Linked DNA regions of Mus musculus: region 2 is linked to region 1. Evidence: chromatin contacts called from public HiChIP or PLAC-seq data. All regions are on one chromosome and are shown on one strand. Each heading gives the region's core, a stretch centred on a gene start, on an enhancer-like site or on the middle of the called end of the contact. The rest is flanking DNA. Distances are from core to core; before and after follow the strand shown. Region 1 holds the start of Sbsn (suprabasin). Region 2 holds the start of Scn1b (sodium channel, voltage-gated, type I, beta).

Region 1 (7,954 bases), core at 2,619-5,118:
GAGGAGAGATGGTGAGGAGCCCAGATGAGCATGGGAGAGACGGTTTCAGTATCCCCACCCTCCCTGGCTCCCAGATGCTTCAGTGCCCCGGAGGTGATTTCTGTCAGCTGATGTTTGTTAATTGGGACTGGAAAGTGCCCAAAAGCTGCAAGTGAGTGACAACAGGCCAGAGCAGAGCTGGGAGAACTGGTTGGATGGTCTCTACAGAGGCTGAGTCTGTCCAACAGGATGCTGACTGCAAGAAGGCTATGGGAAGGGAATTCAAGGGGACTGGGGATTATGCAGCACTCACCCTCCACAGAGCTGGGAAGTTGATAAATGGCTTGTTGACCGAGGCCTGGAATTCAAGGACAAAGCAAGTCACCAACCTTTAACCAACCATTATCCTTGGGAGAACATCAAGTAGCCTCCACTCCCCTCTCCCGGCTCCAAAACCCATGTTACACCCAGAGACTCACCCCAGATACTACTGTAGTGGTTGCGGCCCCTCCGTGCTGGCCTCCGTACCCGCCTTGACCTTGATGAGACCCCTGTTGACAAACCCAGATCATTACTACCACCCCTTGAACCATGAGGGTCTTCCTCATTCCTTTTCACCAGGAACCTGCCCCTTCTAATATGACTGGGTCTGGAGTGGGAACCTAGCTAAACCACAGGGCTCCTCACTCATGATCCTTAGAGACAACCCAGTGCCCCAGCTGCTAAGCTGATTAGGAGAGTTGGACAGAACTCCAGGAAGGATGTTCCTCTTATGAACTCGCCTCACCTAAACTATCTTTAAATTCTGCATTTAGGAAATGTTTCCATCTTGCAGAAGAAGGACTCAAAGGACCCACACAAATACCTAGAACCATCATTCACCCTCAGCCCTGATTTTTAATCACTTGCTACAATGTAGCCTCAAGCCTAACTCAGCTCATTCTTGCTCTTGAGCCCAGAACATCACTCAGCATAGGCCACACCTACCCCATGGCACTCCACCCACAAAGGCTCTTGACCCTCTTCCAGAGTCCACTTGGGTGTCTCATTCAGGGTCCTATTCTCCACTCAGGATTCTCTTTAGTCCCCTCCTCCCCACCCAGACCTCCATGGCTCCTTCCAGGCAGCAGATGTGGCTCTGGACTCTGAGACCTGGATCCATCCTTGGGGTGGTATCCCAGCTTTCTGATCTCAGTGACTCTTCACTCAAGAGTATAGAGAACTGGGAACTGGGCCGTGCAGGAGTCAGCCTGCTACTGGATGGACCATCCCAGGTATCTCCTTGGTGCCTGCTCTGCTGCAGCTTACCTGGTCTCCAGCATCTGTTCCTCTACAAATACGGGCATGAAAGTACTCCAGAACCTCACTCGCCACCCAGTCAGAAAGGCAAAGGAAGAAAGAAAACTCCAGAGCTGCATCTCATGCACTGAGCACTCTCCATTGACCTCAGCAAGTCCCCCTGGCCTCTCTGAGCCTTAGTTTCCTTATCTAAATGTTAGAGTCAGTGCCCTCATCTTGACCACCTCACAGGCTTGCTACAAGGACAGAACACAGCAGAGCCTGTCACCAAAGCTTCTCCCTGACTGTGGGTTTTCTCAGCCACTATCTGTTTGTACAATGTCTGGGATCAGAACTATTTCCTGGTCCCAGGAGAGAGAACAGGTTAGGTTCCCTCATGTAGGATGGGCCCGATAGCAGGACTAGGTCTCTTTCACCTTGTCTCAGGGGAAGCTTTGCAGACAAGATGGTCTAAACCAGCTGGCCACCAGCTCTGTAGTAATGGAGGTGGAGAAGGAAGGTAGGAAACCCAGTGTTATGGCTTCCCAAAGGTTTAGCCTCTTCCCTCCCACAACCCCCTTCTCCCCAGTTTCCCCACCTCTGTTCACCTACATTCAGCAGCTGGTTGGCCTCCTTGCTGGGTTGGTTGACCCCATTATGAACATCTTGCTGCAACCTGTTCATTTCCTGGCCAGCAGCATGGTGGACACCTTGGCCAAGCTTCTCCGCTTCCTTCTCGGCCTGGCCAGCAGCATAGTTGACCCCTTGGCCAGCTTTCTGTGTCTCCTTCCCGGCCTGGTTGACCCCAGTTTGGACCCCATGGGCCACTTTTTCTGCTTCCTTTTGACCCTGGTTGAACCCAGTTTGGACCCCTTGGCCAACTCTCTGTGTCTCCTTCCCGGCCTGGTTGACCCCAGTTTGGACACCGTGGGCCACTTTTTCTGCTTCCTTTTGAGCCTGGTTGACTCCATTCTGTACCCCATGGGCCACTTTTTCTGCTTCCTTTTGAGCCTGGTTGACTCCATTCTGTACCCCATGGGCCACTTTTTCTGCTTCCTTTTGAGCCTGGTTGACTCCATTCTGTACCCCATGGGCCACTTTTTCTGCTTCCTTTTCAGCCTGTTTAATAGTATGGCGGACACCCTGGCCAAACTGCTCCATCTCCTCCCCAGCCTGGCTGACCCCGGGACGAATTACTTTGTCTCCTTCTTGCCAAGTCTGCCCCGCAGCATAATAACCATGCCCGTGACCATGACCAAACTGCTGTGCCTCCTTTGCAGCATGGCTAAGTCCCTGACCAGCCCCTTGCACCAGTCTGCCTCCCTCTCTCCCACCCTGACCAAAAGCATGGTGGGCCCCCTGATCAAATGTCTCTGCCATATCCCTGCCCTGACCAAAAGCATGGTGGGCCCCCTGACCAAACTTGTCTGCCATATTTCCGCCCTGACCAAAAGCATGGTGGGCCCCCTGACCAAACTTGTCTGCCATATTTCCGCCCTGACCAAAAGCATGGTGGGCCCCCTGACCAAACTTGTCTGCCATATTTCCGCCCTGACCAAAAGCATGGTGGGCCCCCTGACCAAACTTGTCTGCCATATTTCCGCCCTGACCAAAAGCATGGTGGGCCCCCTGACCAAACTTGTCTGCCATATTTCCGCCCTGACCAAAAGCATGGTGGGTTTCATGACCTAACTTCTCTGCCACATTCCCACCCTGACCAAAAGCATGGTGGGTTTCATGACCTAACTTGTCTGCCACATTCCCACCCTGACCAAAAGCATGGTGGGTTCCATGACCTAACTTGTCTGCCACATTCCCACCCTGACCAAAAGCATGGTGGGTTTCATGACCTAACTTGTCTGCCACATTCCCACCCTGACCAAAAGCATGGTGGGTTCCATGACCTAGCTTGTCTGCCACATTCCCTCCATGACCTAACTTGTCTGCCACATTCCCACCCTGACCAAAAGCATGGTGGGTTTCATGACCTAACTTGTCTGCCACATTCCCACCCTGACCAAAAGCATGGTGGGTTTCATGACCTAACTTGTCTGCCACATTCCCACCCTGACCAAAAGCATGGTGGGACCCCTGACCAAACTTCCCTGCTTCACTGCCCCCCTGGCTGACCCCATGATGGATGATTTTGTTTGTCTCCTTCCCAACCTGTCCAGCGGCGTGGTTGACCCCATGGGCAAACTTCTCTGCTTCCTTTCCTGCGTGTCCGATGCCACTGTTGATGTCGTGGGCTACTTTGTCCAAGCCATGTTCCACGTTCTTGCCAGCCTGGCTGCCCATGTTGCTGAGTTCACCAAAAATTTTTTCCACTTCCCTTCCAGCTTGAGTGATTCCGTTATTGATGCCTTCAAGGGCCTTGCCCACCTCTCTCTCAGCATTGCTCAGCCCTCGGCTGAACCCTTCTATGACCTTCTCAACGGGATCCTCATGGGCTGCCCGGGCAGGCAGAGTCCCCAGGAGCACTAAGAGGCAGCAGGAGCTGAGCAAACTGACAAGATACATGTTGTTGGGAAGGCAGGGAGGATGCAGAGAGGAGCCAGGGAGCGAGGCCGCTATTTATCCTTCACCTCCCTCCCTCTTCCCCACCCCTCATGACTCAATCCCTCCTGTGAGGCTCTGACTTCGGTTCAGTCAAGGGGGTGTTTCCCAGAGATATTTGGGATTGAGCAATTAAGAGGAGGAGGAGGAGGAGGAGGAAGACAGGATGATTCATGGACAAGATCCTTGCCTCTGCTCTTTAACCTGCTCAGGCCCTCCACCCCAGTAGGGTTCTGCCCTGCCCAGCCCCCTCCTGTTTTCCTCTCTCTCCCACTGGCCATCCTCCTTCCTTTTGAACCCACCTTCAGGCACCCTCCATCCCTAACCACCCTGTCAGTCCTCTTAGAAGGCTTGCTCTACAGGATAACTCTGGAAGAGTGGAAAGCAGACAGGGAGAAGAGGACCCCCCCACCCCCACCCCAAGGAGCTGAAGGAGTTGCCTGGTTTTGTCCTTGGAGTTCCCTCTCCCACCTCTCTCTCTGCTCCAGTTACATGGCCTTTGTCCGAGCTCCTCAGCCCTCCACCCTGCCCCCCATGGCTGTCTGGCAACTTTTCATGTGCCTGGAAGCCAGAGTGTGACCCAGCTGTCTCCACTAACTCCACACCTGGCTCAAATGGCCAGCATGTCAGAAAGCCCTTCCTGACCATGCCCCAGGCAGTGTGGTGTGACAGGTATGACAATTGTGTTCTGTGATGTCACCCTTCTGATTCTATAGACCTTGTTGCAATCTGAAATTGTTTTTAATTTTTAAGTGTGTCTCCCCTCCTAGACTGTTCACTTCTAGCTATCGGGCCCTTTGTTCTGGATACTGCTATGACCCCAGTTCACGAGATATTAACTGAGGCCCAGTAACTATAGTCATAGATGGAGCTCATGGATGGGTTAGAAGCTAAGGAAAGACGACGAGCCTGGACCCACCTCACAGCATGCTGGGGAGAAGGGGTAACTGGGTCCCCAAAGCTACATAGGGTCTCTTGGGGAGGGCCTCAAATTTTGGAACCAGGATCACATGTTCATGACAGAATCCAGGCCTCTCCTCCCAGTCCCTGGGCAAGGGCTGGGGGCTGATTGCCATGAGCTGAGAAAGGACGCAGTGATACCTGAAAAGCCGGTCGAGGCAGCCCTAGGGAGAGGCTTGGAGACCTGGTGGAGCAGAAGCTGCCTCAGACATGTGGGCTGGGGGCCAGGACCTTCTCCTTCCTTCTCTGCTCCCCTGGGGCCTCCAGTGCCCTGACCTGAAGCCCCAAGCATTGTACTGTTGGCTCCGAGTATAGGGGGACGGAGATGCAAGCCCGGCCTGGGGCTAAAGTCTGGCATTAGAAGGAAGGGCAGGTAATGAATCCTCCCCAGTATGTCTACCTGGAGGATAGTCTAGAGGGAGGCAAACAAGAGCCAGTAGGTGGGGAACAGTTGGGTACGGTGTGTGTGTGTGTGTGTGTGTGTGTGTGTGTGTGTATTTAGGTTTTAATGCCAACAGTGAGGCTGAGCGAGGAGAGAGGAGGGAGCAGTGGAACACTCAGGCATGGAGGAATGCGGGTGTGCACAGCGGAGGAGGTAGTTATCTGTGTGGGTGCCCAGGCGTGGCTGAGAACCAGCACGTGTTGTCAACTTCAAACCAGAGCATGAGGTGGTCCCCTCAAAGAAGCAATAGCCACACCCAGAACCAAACATTCCAGAACCAGGGACCCGGGAGCATGGGCCTTCCCAACTCTGACAGCTGACAGCAGAGGTGGCTAACTGGACCACTCTGCAAAGTGACTCTCTTTCCCAGGTTCACACTCCAATGACAAAGGCACTCAGCCAGAAGCATCCCACATCCCTTAATGACGGAGAGTAGAGGCCAGGCAGAGAAGGGAGCCAGGAACATGGAGGTAGGGGTGTCAGAATCCTGGTCCACACCAAGATAGATAGGTTCGGCTTACCCTTTTAAAAAGGTATCCTACCTATTTTTTCTATGTTTTGTTGTGATAGGGTCTCCTGTAGCCCAGAATGGCCTGGAACCCACTATGTACCTGAGGCTGGCCTTGAACTCTTGATCCTCTGGGACTGTAGCAGGCATGCACCAGCACTCTGTATTTTCTCCTCCACCTTTCTCTCCCTCCACTGGCCCCTCTCCTCAGCTTTCTGTCACCATTTGCCAATGGATTCATGACTTCTCACCTTTCTCCTTATCAGAAAAGCCAGTGGAAGAAGCTCAGACTCTAGGATATCATGTCACTTCATGTCACAGTGCTGTATGTTCAAACAGGATGTTCACCCATTCAAGGGTGTCATAGTGAGAGCCTTACCCAGAAGGCCCTACAGAGGGACTGCCTGGGGCTTCCTAGCTCAGCCTAGCATCTACCACAGTTAGAAAAGCAGATGCATCACTAGTATATGTTTCTGTTCCCTGGTATCTGGCAGATCTGCCCATAAAATTGATCTAAACCAGACGTTGGGAGAAGAGCTCGTGACTCTACTTCTCTTGCTATTAATCAGGTTTGTCACTTCTAACATCGGATTTGGGGGGTTATTGATCCTTTGGTTTTTGTTTTTGTTTTGTTTTTTTTTTAATTGTTTAGGCTAGACAATACAAGTCCAGGATGACCTCAAACTCATAGCAATCTACCTGCTTCAGCACCCCAAGTACTAGGATTACAGGCATGAACCACCATGCCCGCCTCTGGGTGGGGGGGTGTTTTGATGTTTCTGACCTTGGTTTTATGAGACAGGATCTCTGCCTGTAGTTTAGGCTAGCACAGACCTCTTCATCTGCCTGCTGCAGCCTCACAGGGGCTGGGATGACATGTATGTGCCACCATACAAAAGAAAACTTTGCCCAATAGCATCTGGGTGGCCCACCGCATACATCCTGCTTTCTCACGCATGCTAGGAGAGCATGTTTGTCACAAGGCTCTTTATATCCTAGACTTTTTTTTTTTTAACTTTTTTTTCATTTTTATTTTTGAGACAGGGTCTCACTTTGTAGGTCTTGCTATCCTAGAACTCACTATGTTGACCAGGTTGGCCTCAAACTCCCGGGATCTGCTTGCCTCTGCCTTCCAAGTGCTAACGGTAAAGACATGTGCCAGAAAACCCAGACCTTTTAAAATGTTTTTATTTTGAGACTAGGTGGCCAGGCTGGCCTTGAACTCACTCTGTAGCCCAGATAGGCATTGATCTATGATCCTCCTACATCAGCCTCCAAGTAGCTGCGATTACAGATCCATGCCTGTCTCTTCCAATTTATATTCAGTTTAGCTCTCCAGGGCCTTGCCAACCGGTCTCATGGCCAGTTCTTGCATGATCTGGTTCTTGCTTTGGCTTTATGAAACAGGCTCTCTATATGTAAACGGAAAGCTTCCATGGGGGCTTGGGGGAGAACAAGGTTATGCCATTGTATGAGTTTTGGGCTTCCACCCTTCTCTCTAGGATAGTGACTCCTTTCTGTAGCTAAGCCTCACACCCCGTTGGTCACAGCTGCGTGTCAACCGGCCCTGCAGGTAAAGGCATCTGTTAGTGAGTCATAAGAGGTCATGTGAGCCCTGGGCTTGAGGGGACATTTTTCACTTGCTTTTTTTTCTAGACACTTCCTGAAAGCCTGCTTTGTAAGCTTCACATGGTGGCTGTAATCCCAGCATCTAGGAGGCTGAGCCAGAGGATCGTAGCAATTTAGAGGCCAGCCTTAGCTACATAGTGTGATCTTGTCTCAAGAAATGCAGAAGAGTGGGCCTGAAGAGGAGGCTCAGTGGGTAGGAATGTGGACTACTCTTGCAGAGGACCCGAGTTTAGTTCCCAGCATCCACAAGGGTCCATCTGTGACTCCAGCTCCAGAGGACTCAGCGCCCCCTTCTGGCCTCCTAAGACACCCAGAATTGCACATGGTGCACAGACATGCAGGCAGGCCAAACACTTGGACACATAAAATAAGTATTGTTTTAAAAGAAGGAGGAGGCTCAGTTTATATCAGATGTTGTTCCAGATGCTGAGACACAGCTGTGGATACTGCACCCCTCCAGGATACACAGTTGGTGAGGGTGACATGCAACAGGACATAGGGAGGTGCTAAACACAGGAAAACTCCAAGGAAAAGAACAGACCACTGTGGGGAGACATGGCTTAGAGGCTGCTTCAAGACTGAGGATGAGAGACTACATAAGA
Region 2 (7,954 bases), core at 3,644-6,143, 380 kb before region 1:
GGTGAGCCTCGCCCAGGCTTCTAGGAGGTGCTGAATAACTACCCTGTCACCAAATAGTGCTCCTCTTAGATCCCAGAGGACTGCAGCCAGCAGCTGAGGAAGACCGAGGAAAATGTGTGGCACTGGGGTGGGTGCCTCTGATATGGAGGAGAATGAGGGAAAGGCTCTAGCTTTGGTCCCTGAGGGCATCCCTGAGGGACCGAACTGAAGAAATTTGTGGAAATTCTGTTTAGTGGGCCAGAGGGCGTGGCTCAATGGTAGGGCCCCTGCCTAGAATCCCCCAGTGAGGGGCTGGGGGCGTGGCTCAGTGGTAGAGCCCCTGCCTAGAATCCCCCAGTGAGGGGCTGGGGGTGTGGCACATTAATGAGAGCAAGAGCCCTTAGCATAGCAGATCTGTCCTACCACCATCCAGAAGTGACAGTCCTCCAGCCAGCTGTGCAGCAGGAAGCCCTATGGATTAATTGCTTTCTCTGTGACATAAAGGTGAACTGGTGGGTCTTCTTCCTCCTGTGGCAACACTGAGCAGCGACTCAGGAAAGGCTTATTTTATCTCATGGCTTATCGATGTAGTCTATCGGGGTCACTGGGAAGGCTCTGTCCAAAAGTAGAGATGACATAGAAACAGAGAGAAAGGCCAGGCTATAATCATCAAGGCCCATCCTTAGTCTGCCAGCTAGACGCATCCTGGAAGTCCTACAACCTCCCTTAGCCCAGGAGAGGATTAAGTGTTCAAGTGCATGAGGAGAGTGAGGGACATTTCACAGTCAAGCCAGGAAAGGAGGAAGTGTTTATTAGGCTCCTGATGTGCTGACCGTCCTGGGGGGTGTCCTGGGAGCATGAGAACAGGCCTCCCCTCGCAACCTAAGTAGTCAGGGAGGCCCTGCTTCCTGAAGGGGCAGCAGCCTTCCGCTATAGTGCCATCTAGTGGGGACCAATAGACACACCAACCTGTGGGAGATGGTTCAGATTTAAGTAGTAAGCAGGATATGGTATGCAGGCAGCATCCTTTGGTTCAAGGCTAGGTACTTAGTCCCCCAGTGTACTACTTACTCACTGTGGACCAGGCTCTAGCATCCCTCAAATCTCTGACAAAACTCTATGAAGCTGGGGTGTTAATCAGGTGATTATATTAATCACCTGTTCTCCAGGCAAGGAAACGGGCCCATAGCAATGAAGGAATTTACCCTCACACTGTTAGTAATAACAAAGTCCAGATTTGAACCCGGTCCACCTGAATCCACCTTGAGACGTTACCAGGTGGTGAGGCAGCATGACCGTGCAGAATGGCGTGGAGAGTGTGCTCATCCTACCTCCCTCACCTCTTCCGGCAGATGAAGTTCTCCTTGGAGAAGCTACATCAAGGAATTACTGTCCCGGATCCTCCCCTGGACACTCAGCCACAGCCTGATGACAGTTTTCCCTGAGGACTCCTGATTGAAAAGCCACACCCCTAAACGGACAGAAGGACACATGGAACCCTGGCAGTCACTGCTGGCACAGTGCGAATGCCGCCGGGAGGTTCCTGCCTGCCCCTCACTGTGGCCCTGCCAAGAGCCACACAGACCTGGGGACCATAGAACCAAGATGCACTTTAGATCTGTGTGAGCGATTCCAGCTGCCACTGCCTGCTCAGCCAGGGAGCTGGCCTGGTCTTTGGCAGACTCCCCCTCCAACTAACTTATTTTGCCCAGCTGGGGTTGTGGGGGGCACCTTTTGGGGTGCACAAGAACCCTCTGGGTTTAATGTATTTATTTGGGAATAATGACCCCAATAAAGGGTTGGAAATGGCTATGGCTTGTACCTGTGGGGTCCTGGAAGCAGATGGAGGCTTCCCACTAACCCTGCCGTCATGAACCAGGTCCTAGAGTCCTGTTCCTGTCACTGAGGCCAGCTGTACCTTATGCAAGCCCAAAGCAACTGCCCCAGTGGCCTGCATACCTAGCAGCCCCTTAGTGGGAGCACATGAACACGGGAGAGCCACATTGAGAACCGCCATCAAAGAGACTTGCTCTTTGGGTATTGGGAATTGAATCTAAAGCCTTCACTTTTGCTAGGCAAACACTGTACCCACTGAGTACCACTCACAACCAGGCTTTCCACATCTTGTTTTATTTCTTAATTTAAAATTTTATTTTTATTTATTTTGAGTGAGGTTCTACTATGACAGTCTGGCTGTCCTGGAACTCACTATGTTGAGCAGGCATGCCTTGCACGCACAGGGATCAACAGCCTCTACCTCCCCAGGGTATGGGCTGCCTTTAGCCAGATTTAATAATTAGGTCTCTAAATCTTTTCTGTTGTGAGATAGGTTCTCACTAAACGGCCTGCTGGCCTTAAACTTACCCAGTAAAGCCCTAGTAGGGCCTTACCTTGCCCTGCTCCCACCTCAGCCCCATGAGGAGCTGGGATATCAGGCCTGCATCACCAGGCTCAGCATTTACGTGGCTCCTAACAAGGCTTGGCAAAGAGTAAGTCAACTATTTACCACAAAAGAATTGGAAAAATAGACTCATATAGGGACCATCAAATGGGGACCAAGCTGTACATTTCATTGTGGGACAAAATCTTTTTTGGGGGGAGGGGGGGATACAAGACAGGGTCTCTGTGTAGTCCTGGCTGTCCTAGAACTCACTTCCCAAGCTGGCCTTCAAATTAGAGAACTGCCTGCCTCTGCCTCCCTAATGCAGGGATTAAAGGCGTGTGCCACCAAGCCAGGCTTTGTGACAAAATCTTAACACCCTCACGGCCACCACTGAAGCATAATTCCTCTCCCCCTGACATCTCCAGATTTAACTTTTTGTTTTAGATTTATTATTTATTCTTTGTGTGTATGGATGAGTATTTTGCCTGCATGGGTGTTTGTGGACCATGTCCTCAGAACTGGATCCCCCTAGAACTGAAGCTCTTTGAGTGGTTGGGAACCACCCTGTGAGTGCTGGAAACCGAACCTGGGTCCTCTGCAAGAGCAGCAAATGCTCTTAACCACTGAACCATCTTTCTAGCCCCTGATGTTCACATTTATACACAGGATGCCATCCCTCCCCAAACCAGGTGCCTCCCCGCCAACCATCTGTGGTACTAGTAGATCCCAACCACGCCCTCCTCCAAACCCTGGGCTGAGAGAGGTCTGTCTGGGTAGAAGGACCTTTGGAAGGGCACATGCCAAGTTGTGGAGTGGGAGGATTGGGTGGAAGCAGGAGCAAGCAAAGGGCAAACCCTGCCCTCCCGCCACCACAGCTGTGTGATTAGGCTGCCACCCGTGCTGCAGCTCGCTCCTCATACCTGCCAACGGGGCAGAAGGACAGCACCTTGGAGTAAGAAGAAATCAGTTCATCAGAGTAAAAGGCTGCTCTGCCTCTACCACAGCAGGGCTCCTCTTGTAGGGCTGTGAAGAGGTGCCCCTGTGTCCATTGCTAAGGTCTGTCCTCTCTGCACCTCCTCCTCCCAGCCCCCACCAGAGCCACAGGAGCTGGGAAAGGGTTATTTTCTGCACAAGGAATTTCGCGGCTTGGCTTAGGAGGTGCTGGCGCAAAAGCCCAGACCACAAAGGTGTCTGGTGTCCCTGGCTCCTGGCCGCTAGGTCCTGGACCTGCCCCACACTGGGGCTTCACTGGGGCTTTATTTCATGCTGAACTGGAAGCTAGGACAGGGCCAGCCAACCCCTGCCAAGAGTCTCTCTCCCACCTTGGTCCTGGTGGCCCTTTAACGATCCTAGCAGAAGTTAAGGTGCTAGGGACCTGTTTGGGACACAGGTCAGTGCCCTCACCCAGGGGGTGAGGTACACACAACAAACAGACAAATCATATAAAAGAATACGAACGTGGTGTGGTGGTACATACTGAAGCAGGAGACCACCAGTTAGAAGTCAGCATGGTCTACATAGTGAGATCCTGTCTCCAAAGTTAAACATATAGGACTCACTCCCCCCCCCCCAAGTTGCCCTCTGACCTTCATATGTATGCCTCGGAATTGGTGTATGGTCTCACACATACAGAGTAAGTAAAATATAATAAAAACCAAAACAAACCCCCATAATGTTAGGTACTGACAGCTGTTCTGACAAAGTAAATAAGAGCCAAGATGATGTAGTCAGTGTGGAGAAAGGCAGATTACTCAAAATGGGCACAGAAAATACTGTGAAGGTGACATTGGAGCCCTGGGCTTCAGCACAATCAGCCCTTCCATCACCTGGGGATAGTAGGCGGGGTCGGGGTGGGGGGTGTCCAGGCAGAATGGAAGTAGGGCAAAAGCCCTGAAGCAGTGATGAGCTGGTGTGCTGGGGGTGGAGGAACGGTGGACGATGGAGTGGGAGGAGAGCTGAGAAGATGACGTCAGAGTAGCAGCGGGGGATCGCGGGAATGGCCCCTTTGAAATCCCGCACCTCCGACCCCCAGAGCTGTGGGATGCCAAGGTACCCTTTTGGCTTGGATAAGGTCTACAGGTTTCTATGTATACCTAGCTTGACCCTTTCACTCCGCCATGCCCTCTTAGGTCCTGAGATCTCCAGTCCGAGGGATCTCAGGTGTCATAAGTAGGTCTCTGGGATGTCTCAGCCTTATCTCCCCAAGAACTGGATAAGGTTAACCTCTATAATTAGGAAGACGGAAATTGGTCCCTCAAACTGTCCTCCAAGTCCTCTTGGGTGTCTAGAGATGACCTTTCTCAGAAGAGGAAGAGGAAAGGGTTCCGACACCCCCAGAGAGTCTGGTGAAGCCGGAATGACCTAGACCATGCAACGGGTGTGCAGAAGCCACGAAGCCACCGGAGAGGCCGGTGCCCGGGCGCCTCCCGGGCCGCTGCGGCAAAGGCTGGGCGGCCGCGCCCTCCCCCCGCGGTGATTCATCCCGCCCCCTCCCGCTCCCTCCTCCCTCCTCCGTCTCCCTCCTCCCTCCCGGGCCGCCGCTGCAGTGCGCAGGAGCCCGCGGTCCGCACCCCAGCGCCGGGAGCCCGAGCGCGAGCAACGTCCGGAGCCAGGCAGGGGTCGCCGCAGCCTGGATGCGCCCTGTGGCGCGCGCGCACGCAGCATCCCGAGCCTCCCGCCGCGCGGCGGGGATGCCTGCTCTCCGAGCCCCGGGGCTGGGCCCCCGGCGGTAACCGGAGCGGGGGGGCGCGCCCCCCCAGCAGCAGCTGCCGCGCCCGCGCCCGGGCCAGTCGCCGCCGGGGCCCATCGCCTGTCGCCGCGCTCTGCGCACCCACCGCCTTGCGCGGCCATGGGGACGCTGCTGGCTCTCGTGGTGGGCGCGGCGCTGGGTGAGTGTTGCTGGGGGACACGCGCCGTCGGCGCTCGGGACGCCCCCCGCCCAAGTGGCCGGAGCCGCGCCAAGTCCCGGCCTGGGAAGTTGTGCGGGGTGCGAGGTCGTTGGGGTCGCGGGACCCTGGACGGCACAGAAGGATCGTGGAGATGCAAGGGTTTCTCGGGGGGGTGTGGAGGGACACTTGGTACAGAGGTGCCGCCGCGGGCGCCGGGCCGGGGGCGAGGAGACGCGGAGTCAGCTGCTTGCAGAGCCCCGCAGGCTGCAATGTGACACCCACAGCCGCGTGAGGGGTGGGGGAAGGCAGCGCCTGGGACTGGGGCCCGAAACGAACCGGGAGGCATGGATACCGAGTGAGGACTCCGGGCATGCCCTGGACGTGGAGGTAAACTGAGAGACAGACTGGGGCAGACAGGGACATTGGAGGGAGAGAGTTAGGAACCGGAGCCAGGAACAGAGAAACTTGAGAGCAGCAGAAAGATCTGGAGAGACCAGGAAGGGATGGAGATAGAGAGGCAGTCCCAGGAACAGAATGCCTGCCAGATGGAGTTTAAAACAACAACAGTAATAGTAATGGCGAGACATACAGTGGTGGGAAAACGACGGAATACAGCCCTGCTGGGATCTTCAGAGACCTTTAGGAGGAATAAACATGGGGGAGACTGGAGCAAACGGGAAGGTGAACCAGAAGCCTTGAAGACTAAGAGATCAGGAGGTTGGGGGTTGGGGAGACAAGGAAAAGACCCAGAGCTAAAGTTGGTGACATGACTTATACAGTTAGTGTGTGGTGGGACACAAGAGGTGGCAGGTAAGTGGGTGAAAGAGGGACCAGAGGCCTCTAACCCAGTGGTGAAGCAAAGAACTTTTAACTTGGGGTGAAGGTCTTGAAGCGAGGAAGTGAGTCTGCGGAAGAGGGGACAGGGCAAGATGGTGAAGATCGGGAGGGGATGGATTCCAACACAGAAGCTAGGGGAAGAAAGAAACAGAGCTAGAGTGAACCCCCTCACCCAACCTTCCTATCTCTCAACCCACGACTGGCTCTGCAGACCTCTTTCATGGTGGGAGTGACATTTAATGCTAGAGCCACCACTTAGAAGGCTGTTGGCTTTTTGAGGACCTGGGCACTTCAGTGGAGTTACTCACCACAGTGACATCCTCTTTCCCAGGGCCTCCAGTGTGTGTATTCTACTTAGCAACTACTGGGAATAAAGATGACAGATTCTTCCACCTAACAGGCTAGGGGAAAGGCAGGTGGAAAACTGAGGCTCTCAGGAGATGGGTGACTCGTCAAGGTCACACAGGGAGTGAGAAGCAGGGACAGGTTTGGCATCCACTGTTGGTAATAAGGGTGGAGAGGAAACAGATGGTTTCCGTGGGGCAGCAAGCCCGGTGTTGCCTCGGGTGGCAGGCGCCTCGATAACCGGAGTCCACTGTGTCCGCAGTATCCTCAGCCTGGGGGGGCTGCGTGGAGGTGGATTCCGATACCGAGGCTGTGTATGGGATGACCTTCAAAATCCTGTGCATCTCCTGTAAGCGTCGTAGTGAGACCACCGCCGAAACCTTCACGGAGTGGACCTTCCGCCAGAAGGGGACAGAGGAATTTGTCAAGGTGTGTGGGTGCCTAGGCTGGGCTAGCACACAGGTATGGGGTGGAGCCAGCAGCACTGGGTCTCAGGGTTGTTTGTTTGCTTGGGTATTGCTTTTAGTGCTGTTGAGAAAGGGTGTTGCTAAGTAGCTTGGTCTGGTTTCTAACTCTTGTCAATCCTCTTGCCTCGGCTTCTTGAGTGCTGGGATTACAGACATGCGATTGGCTTGTCTGAGTGCATTGCTAATGATGAGGATGTGATACGCTGGATGACCTGGATTTAGAGCACCACAGACTGCTGACCACCTTAGGCAAGGCACAGAGCACATGTCCCCAGTGAGGGGGCATGGTCGCTACTCCATAATTTTAGGTCACTACATTTATTTTTAGAGTATGTGTGTGTGTGTACATGCCATGGCGTGTGTATGGAGGTTAGAAGACAAGTTGAAGAAGTCCATTCTGTCATTTCACCACACGGGTCCTAAGGATCGAAGCCAGGCTGCCAGAGTGGTGGCAAGCACCTTCACTTGCTAAGCCATCTCGCTGGCTTCAACTCCCTAGGTCTGTGTGAGGGCTGAATGAGTTGATGCAGCTGGCATTATGGCTGGTAGGGGGGAAAATGTCAAAAAATGTCACTGGAATTACTTGGCACCAGCAAAAATGTCTTGGACAGCCATAGAGCAAAATCAAAGAGTAGAAGCTTTTTTTTTTTTTTGGTTTTGGTTTTGGTTTTGGTTTTTGGTTTTTTGAGACAGGGTTCTCTGTGTAGTCCTGGCTGTCCTGGAACTCACTTTGAGACCAGGCTGGCCTCGAACTCAGAAATCCACCTGCCTCTGCCTCCCGAGTGCTGGGATTAAAGGCGTGTGCCATCACGCCCGACGAGTAGAAGCTTTTGCACTGCGTGTATATTTTGAAACGTGTACATGGCAGGAGAGGGAGACTGGGCGATGTGAATGGAGGCTGGGTAAGAAGTGTAGAGAAAGGAGGCTGCGGAAGTCAGGCAGGCTTCAGCTGTGAAATTGTGTGTATATATGTGTCACAGGATTAGAACAGTCAGGGTCTGCTGTGGTCCCAAGGCAAGATCTCAACTTCTTTGATCCCTCACTGTCCGAAGTCA

Evidence for each region. HiChIP or PLAC-seq counts read pairs in DNA pulled down with a chosen protein or histone mark.
Region 2: an HNF4G HiChIP or PLAC-seq map of pancreatic cancer cells shows a contact between it and region 1. The contact joins the promoter of Scn1b here to the promoter of Sbsn in region 1. A contact is called at or near these places in 6 of 39 promoter capture datasets (the C10 cell line, cranial neural crest, frontonasal cranial neural crest and 3 more), 2 of 115 datasets of contacts at active chromatin or transcription factors (embryonic stem cells and pancreatic cancer cells) and 2 of 9 other capture datasets (adipose tissue and liver).

The regions. Positions count from the first base shown.
Region 1 is chr7:30,747,385-30,755,338 of GRCm38.p6, reverse strand. Sbsn (suprabasin) reads right to left here and starts at 3,868. Exons shown (of 4, transcript NM_172205.3): 1 at 1,870-3,868; 2 at 459-530; 3 at 293-337. The coding sequence starts at 3,777.
Region 2 is chr7:31,123,962-31,131,915 of GRCm38.p6, reverse strand. It overlaps Scn1b (sodium channel, voltage-gated, type I, beta), which reads left to right and starts at 4,893. Exons shown (of 6, transcript NM_011322.3): 1 at 4,893-5,250; 2 at 6,695-6,861. The coding sequence starts at 5,211. Gramd1a (GRAM domain containing 1A) reads left to right here. Exons shown (of 19, transcript NM_027898.4): 19 at 1,332-1,789. The coding sequence ends at 1,424.